Linked DNA regions of Sus scrofa: region 1 is linked to region 2. Evidence: chromatin contacts called from public Hi-C data. All regions are on one chromosome and are shown on one strand. Each heading gives the region's core, a stretch centred on a gene start, on an enhancer-like site or on the middle of the called end of the contact. The rest is flanking DNA. Distances are from core to core; before and after follow the strand shown. Region 1 overlaps ST3GAL4 (ST3 beta-galactoside alpha-2,3-sialyltransferase 4). Region 2 has its middle 28 kb from the start of DDX25.

Region 1 (7,063 bases), core at 2,546-5,045, 430 kb after region 2:
CACAATAGAAGACCCTTTGCAGAGCGCTGGCCTAGAGGTGGTGAAAGAAGCACGCTCCTGGAGTTCAAGTTGTGGCTTAGCGGGTTAAGAACCAGACTAGCATATATGAGGATGCAGGTTTGATCCATGGCCTTGCTCAGTGGGCTAGGGATCCAGCATTGCCATAAGCTGTGGCATAGGTGCAGACGTGGCTTGTATCCCAAGTTGCTGTGGCTGTGGTGTAGGCTGGCAGCTGCAGCTCTGATTCAACCCCTAGCCCAGAAACTTCCACATGCCACAGGTACTGACCTAAAAAGAAAAAGAAAAAGAAAAAAAAAAATAGAGAAAGAAAGAAGCAGACTCTCTCTAATATCTACCCCACCCCTTGTCCCTCAGAAGCCCACCACGGGCCTGCTGGCCATCACCCTGGCCCTCCACCTGTGTGACCTGGTGCACATTGCTGGCTTCGGCTACCCAGATGCCCAAAACAAGAAGGAGTCCATTCACTACTATGAGCAAATCACCATCAAGTCCATGGCGGTAGGTGGTCCTTGCTGGCGAACTGGGTGGTGTGGAGTGGCCTGAGGACACTGGGCGAGCGAGGGTGGTGCTAGGGGCCCAGAGATGGCTCACAGCGAGGTCACACTGGAATGGAGGCATCTGAACTTCCAGGCCAGCATCCTCTGTATTCCGTCTACCTTCTGAGAGCTGGCACAGGGAACGGAGCTCCCAGGGTGTGGGGTCATGGGCAGCCCAGGGAGCTCCGAGGAAATTCCTCAGTTTGCTTCCTTGGCTGTCTCCACAGTGGTCAGGCCACAATGTCTCCCAAGAGGCCCTGGCCATCAAGCGGATGCTGGAAATCGGAGCGGTCAAGAACCTCACATACTTCTGACTTGGACAGGAGCTGAATCCGTCCGTCTGCTCACCCTGCTGAGCAGCCCCCATCCATGGCTGTGGGGGTGCCTGGGGCCGGCATGACCCACTTGGACTCACCCTTCCCTGTGTGGGGAGGAGGCCAGGTCGGCGATGAGGCCGTGGCCCTGGCTGCTCTGGTGGAGGCCAGAGTCAGTCAGGGTGGAGGCCCTGGGGCTGCAGGAGCCCGGCCAAGGCACAGGGCTAGTTGCCGTGGCCCCCTCTCTCTGCCAGCACCAGGAGATTATTTAATGGGGCTATTTAATTAAGGGGTAGGAAAGTGCTGTGGGCTGGTCCCATGGCATTCAGAAAAGGGGGCATATTACAGTGTTCTGCCCACTTTTTATAAAAACAGAAGTGATGGACCCATCACGGGGCCTAGACCCAGAGCAGGCATCCCCAGGAGGAGGGGTGTCTGGAGTGGGTGGTCACCTCCTGAGAGGGGCTGCTCTGTCCCAGCAGGCATGGGAAGAGCACTGGCACAGGGATTCCATGGAGGAGGGGACCTAAAAGATATTACGTTTATCATTAAACTATTTTTCCTAAAACAGAAGCAGCTATAATGATACCCTGTGTCCTTTCAGATTGAAGAAGACATGGACGGAAAGTGAGACTCAGCCGTGGGCCCCTCGCTGGGCAGTGGACAGGCTTGTTAAATACTCAGGGGGACCCAGAGCGGGCCGGGGTTATTCAGAAAATAATTACTAACAGAGTAGAGTGCTAGGTTGGTGTCAGGTCATGCACTGTCACCTTAGTGGAGCTGGCAAGCAAGCGGTCCCGTCTGTGGAACACCTAGCCTGACATCTGCATCCTGGTTTACTTCTCAGAGGAAGAGAGGGGCAGAAGGGGGCCAGGTGGGAGTTCCAGAACCCTCTTCCACCTCCCTTCCTCTCCCTCGCCAGCCTTGTTTCCAAAATCTCATGCTTGGAGGTGTGTGTTTGAGGACATGGGTGTAGACAGGCAAAGCCAAATTTCCCTTCTCAGATTAAATGGGAGTCATAAAATGGAGTTAACAGAAAGTCCTGCCAGTGGCCCAGGCAGCCAGATTTGGGATGGGCAGGGCACGGGCAGCATCTGAGGGACTGGCAAGACTTCCTCCCCCTGCCCCCCTCCCCCAGGTCTCTAAAAGTGTGATAACCCCATTGTTTGCCGGGTCTCCACCCCACTTTGTTCCCCCTCTTCCCAGGCCCTGCTTAGCCGCCAACTGGGCTTCCCGCCACTCTCACAGCTGTTCCTTTACATCTGGAGCCAGGAAGGAGAGCTGGACTTCCCCCAGAGGGAAAGGACTCACAGCTGTGTTCTTGGCTTTCTCAGAAAGAGTTGAGCTTTGAGGTTTTGAATAGTTAGGCTGGGACAGGACGGATAAGGCGGGGCAGAGGTTTGGGAGGAACAGAGGAAGAGGGCACCCTTCTCAACAAGGTGTCGGAGTGGCCTTGACAACACCCATCCTCACTCCATAGAATGGTCCTGAGGCTCATCGCGGCAAACTGCCTGCACTGTCAGAAGTCTGGCAGAACCACTTGGCTAGCTGCTCTTTCCGGGGGGGAAGGCCTGGGTGGGGGTAGGTGGATTCTGAAAACAAATAGGGCTGCAGCCCCAAGACTCTTCCATCCACACACGCAAGCTTCGTGTCCCAGGCTTTGTCCTGGTGACCGGGCTGACTCTGATGGGTATGTTGAGTGTGTCGGGGGATCTCAGCTCTGCTGATTCTTGGTGCTTCTCCAGCTGCTTCTCGTGAGGATATGCAAGGGAGTGTCCATTTCCCCCATCCAGGCCATTGAAAGTGGCTGTCAGCACATATGATCCAGCTGTCCTGGACTGGGGCCACTGCCTGTTACTGGATGTGCCTAAACTTGCGCCAGAATCCAAACATACCCACCCCCCATCCCCAAACTCCACACACACTTGTAGACCTGGGAGCATTTTACATTCATGCCACACTCAGGCAGCCCTTCACAATTACAGGAGTGTGTATTGGGAGGGGGTGTCTACCCCCAAACTGGCCATTGTTCCCTGGGGGTGGGTTCACCTTTCTCCGGGTACTCTGACCCCTAGGCAGATGGAAGGCAGTACGCTCAAGATCAGAGCAGGCAGTGGAACTTGGATGTGAGTTGCTGGATGGGGCTCTTTGGTGTTCTGAGAAAGGGACTTTCATTCTTCAGTTAGCCTGACCAATGCGAATGAACCGCCTGCCAGCCAGCCTTTCTGGTCCTGATTAAGCCATGCCCCAGAAAGGAGGCAGAGGAGGAAGCAGGGCACAGCAGGGAAGGCACTTAAGTTCAAATCCACAAACTGGGTCCTACTCCGGGCTCTGCCACTTAATTCTGTAGGGCCTTGGGCTGATCACTTCTCCATGTCTCGGCTCCAACTCCTACATTCCTTGAAACAAGAGGGCGGGTCCGGCCAATGAGGACCACCTACCCCGGAATTATCTGGGCGTGATTTGAGAATGGAGAATCTTGGGTTTTACCCAAGCCGCTGGGGATGAGGCCCAGGAATCTGGCATTTTAACAAGCTCCCGCAACCACTGCTCTAGTCGTCTAGACTACAGGATGATCTCACGGGCCTCCACTAACTCAACCGTCTGCGTGCAAAGCCCATCCTAATCCCTGATGCCCTTGAGCCGCGTTAATTAGGCGCACGCGCAGTTTTCTCCCGCGGGCGGAGGTGGCGGGGGGGAGGGGGCAGCAGAGGCTGGGGCGCGCATGCGTCCTCCGTGCGGCGCGGATCTGGCCGCGGAGGAGCTGAGCTTTTCCCGCAGTCAGCCGGAAGGCCTCTCGAGGTGCTGAGAGGTTGGCGCCTCCTTGGCAACTGGTTCCCGTCCTGGCAACAGCCATAGAGTTCGCGCCAGTCTCCCCGGTTTGCTGCGTGCCTGTTTTCTCAGCCGATGTCTCCCTGGGCTCTTCAGAACTCAGGCTGGGTTGGTTCACGTGACCTACGTTGACTTCCCTGCAGGGGCGGGAGTGAAACTGCCTAGGGCTGCGATGGAGCAAAGGAGATCTGCTGCATCCAGTCTAGGCTCTGAAGTCCCATCTCTCCTTTGCAGAGACCCAGAGAAGGGAAGGGGCTCCCAGCTCGACCGCCTAGCTGGGTAAGACAGTGTTTAGGTCGTTATCTAGACCAGCAAGACATTGAAATGATCTATATTCATTCAAAGTGGTGTGCCTTAATTTGGAACACTTCCGGTGTTTGTTTACACTTTTTCGAGGACGTGAGTACAGCCAATTGCCTTCCCCCCTGAGACTGGCCAGCCTACGAAAAGCTTGTGCTTGGAAGCAGTCAGTGAGGCAGTAAGGTTTAAGCTCTTGCACAAGCGTCCTCTGTCATATGATCTGTAAAACAGTGATTACGTTGGTCTGTCTCACAATGAGGTTTTAAGGATCTAGTGGGAATATGTCTGGAGAAAGTGTGTAGCCTGTAAAGTATGATCTAAATATTGGATTGGAAAGATGCCTGGCATGATGGAAAATACTGAAAGCGTATGGAACAGGTGAGGCACATCTGGAGAGCCAGACTTATGCCCAGGTACAGCTAGTTACAGAAAAGTCTTGGTCTTCAAGTCACTCACAAGCTAAGTAGGGTAAGACATTGGTGAGGGGGCTCAAATGCAGGCTTTGCAGAATCCAGTAATGAACTGAGTTCAAAGGGTTCTCTGGCAGTGGTTTTCAAGTTGAGGTTAGATGTCCTTAGGGGTTTTTGGACAATGAGGTTTCTTGGTGGCATTATCCATTTCCTTGCCATGCAACATACCAGGGTAGGTTCCTAACTAAGATACACCCTCAGAATTGGTAATCTCTCTCCTAACCCATATGACCATTTTGATATCTTTTTTTTTCTTTTTTTTTTTTTTTTGCATTTTAGGTCCACACCCACAGCATATGGAGGTTCCCAGGCTTTGAATCAGGGCTACAGCTGCCGGCCTATACCACAGCCACAGCAGTGCCAAATACAAGCCACATCTTCGACCTATACCACAGCTCAGGGCAATGCCGGGTTCTTAACCCACTGAGCAGAGCCAGGGATCGAACCTGAAACCTCATGGTTCCTAGTCAAACTCATTTCCGCTGCACCACGATGAGAACTCCCCATTTTGATATCTCAATTAGAGCTTCAGAAAACTGTTTGTCAACAAGGACTCACTATAGAGCACAGGGAACTATCCGTTTTGTAATAACCTATAAGGGAAGAGAATCTGAAAAAGAATATGTATAACTGAATCACATTGCACTATACACACAGCATGGTAAGTTAACTATACTTCAACTAGAAAAACCCAAACAAACCTATTTATCAGTTTTGAGCATTTCCATGGTTTTACATCAGACTTGTTTCCAGGAAATCTTTCCAACTTCAAATTTGTTTAAGGAGGATCTGTGTATGTATACATCAGTAGTTATTAACCCATTTTCCTGTCCAGTTCTTTCTCAACAAGCTTATCTCTCTCATTAAAGTTCATGGGAATCCTGCACCTGAGAAATGAGGCGGGGAGATGAACCTTGGGTCTGGTTAGATGTCAGACTTGGGGAAGCCCCTGTGTATTGGAGGGTTTCACCTCTTCAAGTACAGGGATTGCAGGGAGCTGCGAACAGGTTGGGGAGACCATGGTCTCCTCTAGGAGGGTTAACACAGAGGATTGGCCAACGTTTTCAGGGGCAACTAAATTTAGGGAGCCAGATTTCAGGTTCCCAAGGAAGACTGACAATGTAAAGGACTGCACCCCTCAAGGAAGGCACTGCTTCCTCTCAATCTTGCAAGGCTGGGAGGGAAATTGCCCCAGGGGATCGAAGTTGAACTGAGCTGTTCCAGAACCGCCTAAACACTATTTAGTTTTTGAAAACACTATTTACAAACGTCACCAACTTTAACACTTAAGGAGTGTCTTCACTTGCTTAAAAATGCATTTCTCTCCTGAAGAAAAATATCACAAGAGGACAAGTTACAGTCTGGTAGGGAGACTCTCTCCAGTTTTGGCCTTTTTCGCTGTAGATCTGTGTTCCCCTTGTAACCCTGCATGGCAAGAGAGCTAGAGAAGCTTTTTTTTTTTTTTTTTTTTTTTTGTCTTTTATCTTTTTAGGGCCACACCCACGGCCTGTGGAGGTTCCCTGGCTAGGGGTCTAATTGGAGCTGTGGCGACCAGCCTATGCCACAGCCACAGCAACAGTAACACCAGATCCAAGCTGCATCTACAACCTACCTCACAGCTCATGGCAACGCCAGATCCTTAACCCACTGAGCGAGGCCAGGGATTGAACCCACAACCTCATGGTTCCTAGTCGGATTTGTTTCCACTGTGCCACAGTGGGAACTCCTAGAGAAGCTTTTAAACAAAAGTCAGATTGGAAATTGTTTTCTGAAACTCTGCTGTAGAAGTCCTGAATCTTTATTGGTATCACTTTATCTCTAATGCCTTCTTCATTCAAGTATTTCTCCCAGGAGCAACACCTACTAGTGTCATGAATTTGTTTTTCAGTCCTTGGGAAGCCAGGCCCTAGCCTTTCAATTTCTTCATAAAGGTGGTGTAAAGATGGTATCTTTCTCTTTTTTTTTGGCTGTGCCCCGTGGCGTAGGGAAGTTTTGGAGCCAGGGATCGAACCTGAACCACAGCCGTAACCAGAGCCACAGCAATGACAATGCTGTATCCTTAAGCTGCTGAGCCCTGAGGGAACTCCATTAAGGTGCTATCTTGAACTTAGTCCGCTTGAACTTGTCTTTGCCTAACCGAGGGTGACCCACAGGGGAACATATCTCTATATTCAGCACCTATCCTGAGTAGCACTTTTTCTCTTGCACAACGGCGAGTAGATTTCAGAGACGGTCCATTGAATAAGACCCCAGCTCTTCCACCAAAGTCCTGTTTCCTGAGACTACTTTCCTGTCTTTGAACATTAATGCTTGGAGATTCACCACAAAGAAGAGAGCTCTAAAGGAGCACGGTGAGAGTGCTCTCATAGCATTCCAAGACATTTCAAGGGCCATCAGGTGAGGAACAGCAGAAAAAGATGCCTTTGTGTGACTGGGGCTCCCTAATCAAAAGGGAGGCCTTGGGCTCAGGGATTGAGGCTGTCCCAGCCCTGTGGGTGGGCCCGGCAGACTGTCCTACAGAGGAGCTCTGGGAACCTGGAATGGCAGGCAGATACGGGCACCAGGGATGTGAATGGCACGTGTTCACAAA
Region 2 (7,291 bases), core at 4,486-6,985:
TGGATTCTCACCATGTGGTCCCCAGGACCACAGAGCTTATGAAAGCTCTGGGTCAATAGCGTTAGACCATCAGGAAAGATGAGTGTGGTGTGAATGGACATCTGCATCAAGGAAAACACCTTGAAACTTAGACCTAAGAATACAAAGAGCCAGTGTTGGCTCATTTCTCAGCAACTCCTTGGGTCAGAATTCAGAAGTGATAAGAGGACCTGGCAAAGCAGCTAGCTCCCATTGTTTAGAACAGCTCTATCCAACAGAACTTTCTACAATGACGGAAATGTTCAATATCCACATTATGCTGGGAGACTGTTCTCCGCAGGTCTTGCACATCCTCACACTTGGCAAGCAGAGACACTGAATGCCTTCTTTCTGGACACTGTTCCAGGACCTTTGTGTAGTCAACAACCTTGGCAGATAGAATAATTGTCTTCCTCCAGAGCAAAGGACAGCATGCTTCCTGCTCGTTATAAGATTCAGGTTCCCTAAACTCAGGGCTCTGGTCTTATATTGCAACCCACTGCACGTACATACAAGCAGCTATCATCTGGCGCTCTTCATGTTGCCCTCTGGAAACTGGAGCAAGAAACTACAATACTCTGACTACTGATATTGCTATAAATAATAAAGTCCTGGAGTTCTCGTTGTGGCTCAGTGGGTTAAGAACCTGACTGGTATCCATGAGGATGCAGATTTGATCCCTGGCCTCACTCAGTGGGTTAAGGATCTGGCGTTGCCAAAAGCTGCAGTGTAGGCCACATATGCAGCTTGGATCTTAAGTTGATGCGGCTGTGGTCTAGGCTGGCAGCTGCAGCTCAGATTCAACCCCTAGCCTGGGAATTTCCATATGCTTCAGGTGCAGCCCTAAAAAGAGAGAAGTAATAATAACAATAACAATAATAGTAATAATAATAAAGTCCCTTGTCTCAGACCCAGGATTCTCTTGTCTTCTGCCAGCATCCACAAAACCAGCAGATTGACTTGTTAGCTTGTTACCGGAACAAAATGTGTGATCACCTGAATTTCTTAACACCTTGTCCAACACCTGGCTATTGGGCACCAGCAATGTAGCTAGTGTGACTAAGAAACTGATTTTAGTTTTAATTTTTTTTCCAAGTCGTATTAAGTATAATTTTTAGTTTGGGTTTTTTGTTTTGTTTTGTTTTGTTTTGTTTTGTTTTTAGAGCCAAATATTCGGCATATGGAAATTCCCAGGCTACGGGTTGAACTGGAACTGTAGCTGCTGGCCTATACCAGAGCCACAGCAATGTGGGATTCAAGCCGTGTCTACAACCTCAACCACAGCTCACGACGGCTCACAGCAATGCTGGATCCTTAACCCATTGAGCGAGGCTTGGGATTGAACTCTCATCCTTGTGGATACTGTCAGATTTGTTACCACTGAGCCACGATGAGAACTCCGAATTTTTACTTTTGATTCTGCCCAATTTTATTAGGTATAATTGATGAGTACAATTATATTTTTTCTAACACATGTATATGTTGGGACGATCTAATGCATGGTCTAATACAAGTATCTGTTAGGAAATGATTGCCATGATCAAATTAATATATCCACCTCACATAGTTACCTTTTCTTTTTCTTTTTTTTTTTTCACTGAGAACTTTTAAGCATGCAATGCAGTATTACTAACTATAATCACCATGCTGTACATTAGATCCTCAGCACACATTCATCTTATAACTAAAAGATTACACACTTTGACCAGCATATCCCCATTTTTCTCACCCCCACTGCTGACAACCACCATTCTAATACTCTGTTTCTGTGAGTTTGAATTTTTCTCTTCTTTTTTTAAGTCTTTTTTTAAGTTGGTCTTTCTCTGTCTGGCTTTTTTCACTCAGTGTAATGCCCTCCAATTTCATTCATGTGGTCACAAATGGCAGGATTTTCTTTTTATGGCTGAGTAATATTCCACTGTATATTTATACCACATCATCTTTATCTTTTCATCCATTGATGGACACATAAGTTGTTTCCATATCTTGGTTATTGGAATATTGCAATCAACATGGGAGTGCAGATATATCTTCAAGATACTGATGTCATTTCCTTTGGATATATACCCAGATATGGGATTTGTTTTTAAATACCCACATGTGGCCAGGGACTACCATATTGGACCACATAGCTTAGAATGTTCAGGTGTCACCTGGCATGACCATTGATCAAAGATGCTATTGAGGGAGTTTCCATGTTGAGAGTGAGTTGAGACTTAGGTGATCTCTAAATTATTTTCAATATTTGAGTTTTGATGATTCTGCAGCTCTAGGAGGAGTAGAATTGTGGAGATGCATTTACTTTTTTATTATATTCAGAGGGGTTTCCTGGTACAGATGAGAGATGAAAGAGAAATTGGATTGAGTTTGAGAATGGGAAGATGTTTCTGATATAGGATCCATCTTTTGAAAGAGGATTGGTGGCCAAAGAGAGATGATATAGCCAGAGAAGTATAGACCAGTAGCCTTTAAAGAATTTTCTCAGCTCTGTCCTTGTCTTTTCCCTTCAGCTTGAGAATACCTCCACTGGTCCCAGGCTGGCGGAAGACTCCTTTGGGCCCTTCTCAGCTCCCCAGGCTCCTGCCCCTCTCGCCTCCTGGCTGAGAACAATCTCCCTTTTGATTGCTGGCTCAGGCCCTGCTGACAGGTCAGGTCATATGTACCTAATCAGGAAGAGCTGGGGCCTAAGGGATGATAAACGGGGCTTCTCATTTCAATAAAGTTTGTGCAGAATATTGGAAACAGCTGTGGGCTTTGGCTGGTGGTGCCAAGCCTGTGGGGGCCTGGTGTTTTGGGGAGGAGGGTTGAGATGGGGGAGCACTAGGGCAAAAGTCTAGGGTGCTTTGCTGCCTGGAGGCTGATAGAGCTCGTGAGCTTCGTGCAACGCCAGCCTGGAATTCTGGACTTTGAGGAGGGTGCCGCCCGCTCTGGAATCAGAGGACACAGGTCACGGCCAAGAAAATCTGGACTACCCAACAGATATTTATATACATTTATCGTCATTTATTTCACAAATACCACACACATTTCTCTGCAAGTTTCTTTTCTCACTTAACGGCATGAAAATCCTTCTAATTTATTCTTTTTCTTAAATTATGGTAGAATATACATGAAATTTACCATCCTAACCATTTTTAAGTGTACAGTTCAGCAGTGGTAAGTACATTCACATTGTTGTGTATGCATCTTCAGTAAAGTTTTCATCTTGCAGAACCGAAACTCTGTAGCCATTAAACATCCCTATCTGCCATTCTACCCCAGTCAGGGACAACCACTACTCTTTCTGTTTCTATGAGTTTGACTCTTTTAGAGGTATCTAAAGTGAAATCATACAGCATTTGTCTCTTGTAATTTATTCTTTTGAGTAATTGCATAACGATAACATCATGGTATATGGATTTATGTATATCATTCAACCATTACTAGTATTTTTTCCCGCCACACAAAAATGCCATAGAGAATTTTTTGTATGCATATCCTTCCATACCGGAGTTTGCTGGGTTTTCTTTTCCCCCCCGTAGTATAAATTGCCAAAAATGACATGATTGGGTCAAAGAGATGCATATTTCCAGTTTTCATATATGTTACCAGACGCCTCTTTCAAAAAATCCGTGGTAGTTCACATACCTGCCAGCTGTGATGGAGTGTTGTCTCTCCCACAACTTCTCCAGCTCTAGCTTTCATCATTCTTTTCAAGTTTTGCTATTCTGATAAATGAAAAGCAGTGCCACACTTTTAAAATTTGCATTACCTTGACTATTAGTGAGGCTGGGCATCTTTCCATAAATGTACTGACCATTTGGATTTTCTCTTCCATGAGTCACCTATTCATATGTCTGGTCCATTTTTGACTAGTTATTTCTCTTTCTTATTGTGTGTCGGAACTCTCTGCATATTCCAGATGTTAACTCTTTATTGGGGGTAAACTGAAATATTTCCTCCAGTCTATAATTTGTCTTTTGACTTTGTGTATGTTATCTTTAATCCTTCTACAGTTTAAACATGTAAAATTTTCCTCTATAGCTTCTGGATTTTTCTGCTTTGTTTAGAAAAATCTCTTCAAACCCTAGATTGTATAAATATTCTCCTAATTTTTTCTTCATTAAATTGTTTTAAATATTTAAATTGTTTTAAATATTGTTTAAAATTGTTTTAAATATTTCCTCATGAAATTGTTTAAATATAAAAACCAATATTTAAATTGTTTTCAATGTTTAAATTTAAATACATTTAAATCTTCCATCTATTTGAAACTTAGTTTTAATAACTTGTGAAGTAGAGAGCTTAACCTTGTTTTGTTTTTGTCAGACAGACAGCCGGTTGTGTCTATACAATTTATTAAATAAACTATCCTTTTCCCCACTGGTTTGAAATGCCACCTTTGTCATATACTGTAATCCATATGCCCTGGGATATATTTCTGGGCTGGTTTCTATTTCTGTCCCATAGATCTATTTATCTTGTCCTTTACCCTTAATGTATGATTTGATCACAGTGATTTATAGTGAGTTTTCCTAAGGCCACTTCTACCTAAATATTTCTTCACTGATGTTGTTTTCATCATTACCATTATACAAATTCCTTGCAGCTTGCAGAACCTGTGAATGTCAGTAGCTCTTCAAGACAAGCCAGACTAAGTCCGGGGAAGGCCTGCCCTGTGCCCTTTCAGCAGAGGCTAATATTTTAAGGGTCTCGCTTCTCAGCTCCAGACCCACCATCTGTCCCTGGCTTTGTGGTGCGGGCTTTAGGCCCTATGAACCCCCATTTCTGCTTTGCCGGCTGCTCCCTCTCAGATTTCCCAGTAGGAGCCTGTAGAAGAAGGCTGTGGGCAAGAAGAGGAAGGGTGGGCATTGCCTTCCTGCTTGAGCCTGTGCGTCCCCATAAGTGTTGCCTCAGCAGCAGCAGGCCCACCCTGAAGCAGCAGCAGGCCCTCCCTGAAGCAGCTGAATCCAGTTGGCAGTTTTTCCAAGACGTGCAGTTTCATCACCCCCTACCCCTCCCCATGCCCCAGGGACCCCAGAACCAGCTGGCAGGTGCCCCTTCCTCAGAAGTCTGGGCACCAGCCCAGGGGGACTTGCTTGGAGCCTCCTCCTCAGGGTTTGGGTCCCAGGCCCTGGGTCCCCCTCTTTGAAATGTCTAAGGTTCAGGATTCCAGCCTTCTCCTTTGTTTTCCCAGTGCTGGGAGTGTAGCTGCTCCTGCAGTCACCACCACTAGGATACCCAAGCCTCTCTTGTTAACCTTCTGTTACCTAATAGCTTTATACCTGGTTACCAATTCCTTACATTAAATTCTCTTTTCGATTCACTCCCTCCCAACTGGCCCCCGACTGACATAGGTAATGAAGAACTGAAGTTCTCTGGAGCTGAGGGCCTTCTTCTCTTGGCCGCCCTGCAGAGACCTCCCCTCCCTCCTCCATTCCCAGAATTATTTGGCTGCCGGTTACCAAGGAGACGGCTGACAATTTCCAGTTGCCAAGCCTCCCCCTGGAGCTCTACAGGGACATTCTGGAAACTCCCTCCTCCTTCCTGCTCCTCAGCCAGGGAACTCGGAGAAACAAGCCAGGTTGGGGGCAGGGGATGGGGAGGGGAAAGGAGGGAGCAGACCGGGCCTGAAGATGGAGAGACAAGAGTTTTCCCTGAGCCCTGGCTTCCTCCACAGATCTCCGTGCCTGGCCTGGCTCCCCCTCAGCCCTGTCCAGACACACACCCATTGGGTCCAGCAAAGGCTGAGCTCTCCAACCAGGCTCTCAGTCACAGAAAAGTGTCCGAACACTGTCACTCCAGGCATGGGAGAAGCCCCATTGCCAGCTGGAGCAGGGAAGTGCCTGGAACCTCTGTGGGGAGGCACTTTGCCCAAGCTTCCCTCTCAGTGGAGCAGCATTCATCACACACTCAAACCTGGTGTCCTGGCCCAGGCTCTAGGCTATTTCATAATAGCAACAGCAACATCAGCAACACTAATGATGATAATAATAGCAGTGAAGTGAGCGTGAATCCACAAACTTACTCATGTAAGAGTATCTGTTCCTTTATTTCATTAAAATCAAATGAAATGGACTCCACACTGGAGCCCCTGCCCTGCCAAGACTCCCACCAGAATCTAGGAGGCTTATGATGTACTCAAACCAGGGAGAAGCTGTGAATCTGGGGTCCCTCATGGCTGCTGGTGACCCAGGGACCTCTGACCTGTCCCCAATTCTGCAACATCTCTTCCAGTCCACTATAACTGCTTCCAAATGCTCTTTCCTTTCTCCTGCTCACCATGTCCATTGAAAACACCTAACATGACTTTTCAGTGAGTTTAGGCTTCTATGAACATAGGGAGATGCTAACTTCAGTGTCAAGCATGTTTTGCATCTGCCCAGTAAAAACCCCTGAGGCAATGTGGAACTAAAGACCAGGCTAAGCTGCTTCATTGATTTTATTCTCATAGAGGTATTTTAAAGAAAAGAGGAGTTCCTGTCATGGAGCAACAGAAATGAATCTGACTAGCATCTATGAAGACGTAGGTTCGATCTCTGGCCTCATTCAGCAGGTTAAGGATCCAGCATTGCCATGAGCTGTGGTGTAGGTCTCAGATATGGCTTGGATCTGGCGTTGCTCTGGCTGTGGCACAGGCTTGCAGCTGCAGCTCAAATTGGACCCCTAGCCTGGGAACCTCCATATGCCTCGGGTGCAGCCCTAAAATAAAAAATGAAAATAAAAAAAAAAAGATACCATTACCTCCCTTCCCTGAATATTTTAGTAGTCATTGAAAAACAAATAGAAATATTGTCTGACATAAATACACAACTATAATCACACATAAACTTAACAACAATTTTTCACTATTAGCCTCCTTTTTAAAAAATTTATTGGAGTATAGTTGACTTACAATGTTGTATTAGTCTCAGATATACAGCAAAGTGAATCAGTTATACTAAACATATCCATTCTTTTTTTCCCATATAGGATATTACAAAATATTGAGTAGATTTCCCTGTGCTATACAATAGGTTCTGGTTAGTCATCTATTTTATACAGTAGTGTGTATGTGTTATTCCCATCCTCCCAATTCCTCCCTAACCCCCACAGTTTCCCCTATGGTAACCATAAGATTGGTTTTTTTGTTCTGCTTTGATTTTTAGGGCTGCACTGGCTGCATATGGAGGTTCCCAGGCTAGGGGTTGAACAGAGCTGCAGCTGCTGGCTTACACCACAGCTCACCACAATGCTGGATCCTTAACCCACTGAGCAGGGCCAGGGATCGAACCTGAATCCTCATGGATACTAG

Evidence for each region. Hi-C and Micro-C count contacts between places; a contact is called where the count stands out from the background.
Region 1: a Hi-C map of skeletal muscle shows a contact between it and region 2, with 4 times the contacts expected there. The contact joins two enhancer-like sites. A contact is called at or near these places in 1 of 47 Hi-C or Micro-C datasets (skeletal muscle) and 1 of 2 datasets of contacts at active chromatin or transcription factors (skeletal muscle).

The regions. Positions count from the first base shown.
Region 1 is chr9:53,482,821-53,489,883 of Sscrofa11.1, forward strand. ST3GAL4 (ST3 beta-galactoside alpha-2,3-sialyltransferase 4) reads left to right here. Exons shown (of 10, transcript NM_213757.1): 9 at 376-519; 10 at 785-1,444. The coding sequence ends at 871. Among named protein-coding and RNA genes, the nearest start is that of ST3GAL4, 11 kb to the left of the region's middle. Within about 2 kb of position 3,796, at least 69 of the 83 cell types and tissues checked have an H3K27ac peak or open chromatin away from gene starts, as enhancers often do. A contact at or near this core is called in skeletal muscle, where this site is marked.
Region 2 is chr9:53,054,031-53,061,321 of Sscrofa11.1, forward strand. No RefSeq gene overlaps it. Among named protein-coding and RNA genes, the nearest start is that of DDX25, 28 kb to the left of the region's middle. Within about 2 kb of position 5,736, at least 15 of the 83 cell types and tissues checked have an H3K27ac peak or open chromatin away from gene starts, as enhancers often do. A contact at or near this core is called in skeletal muscle, where this site is marked.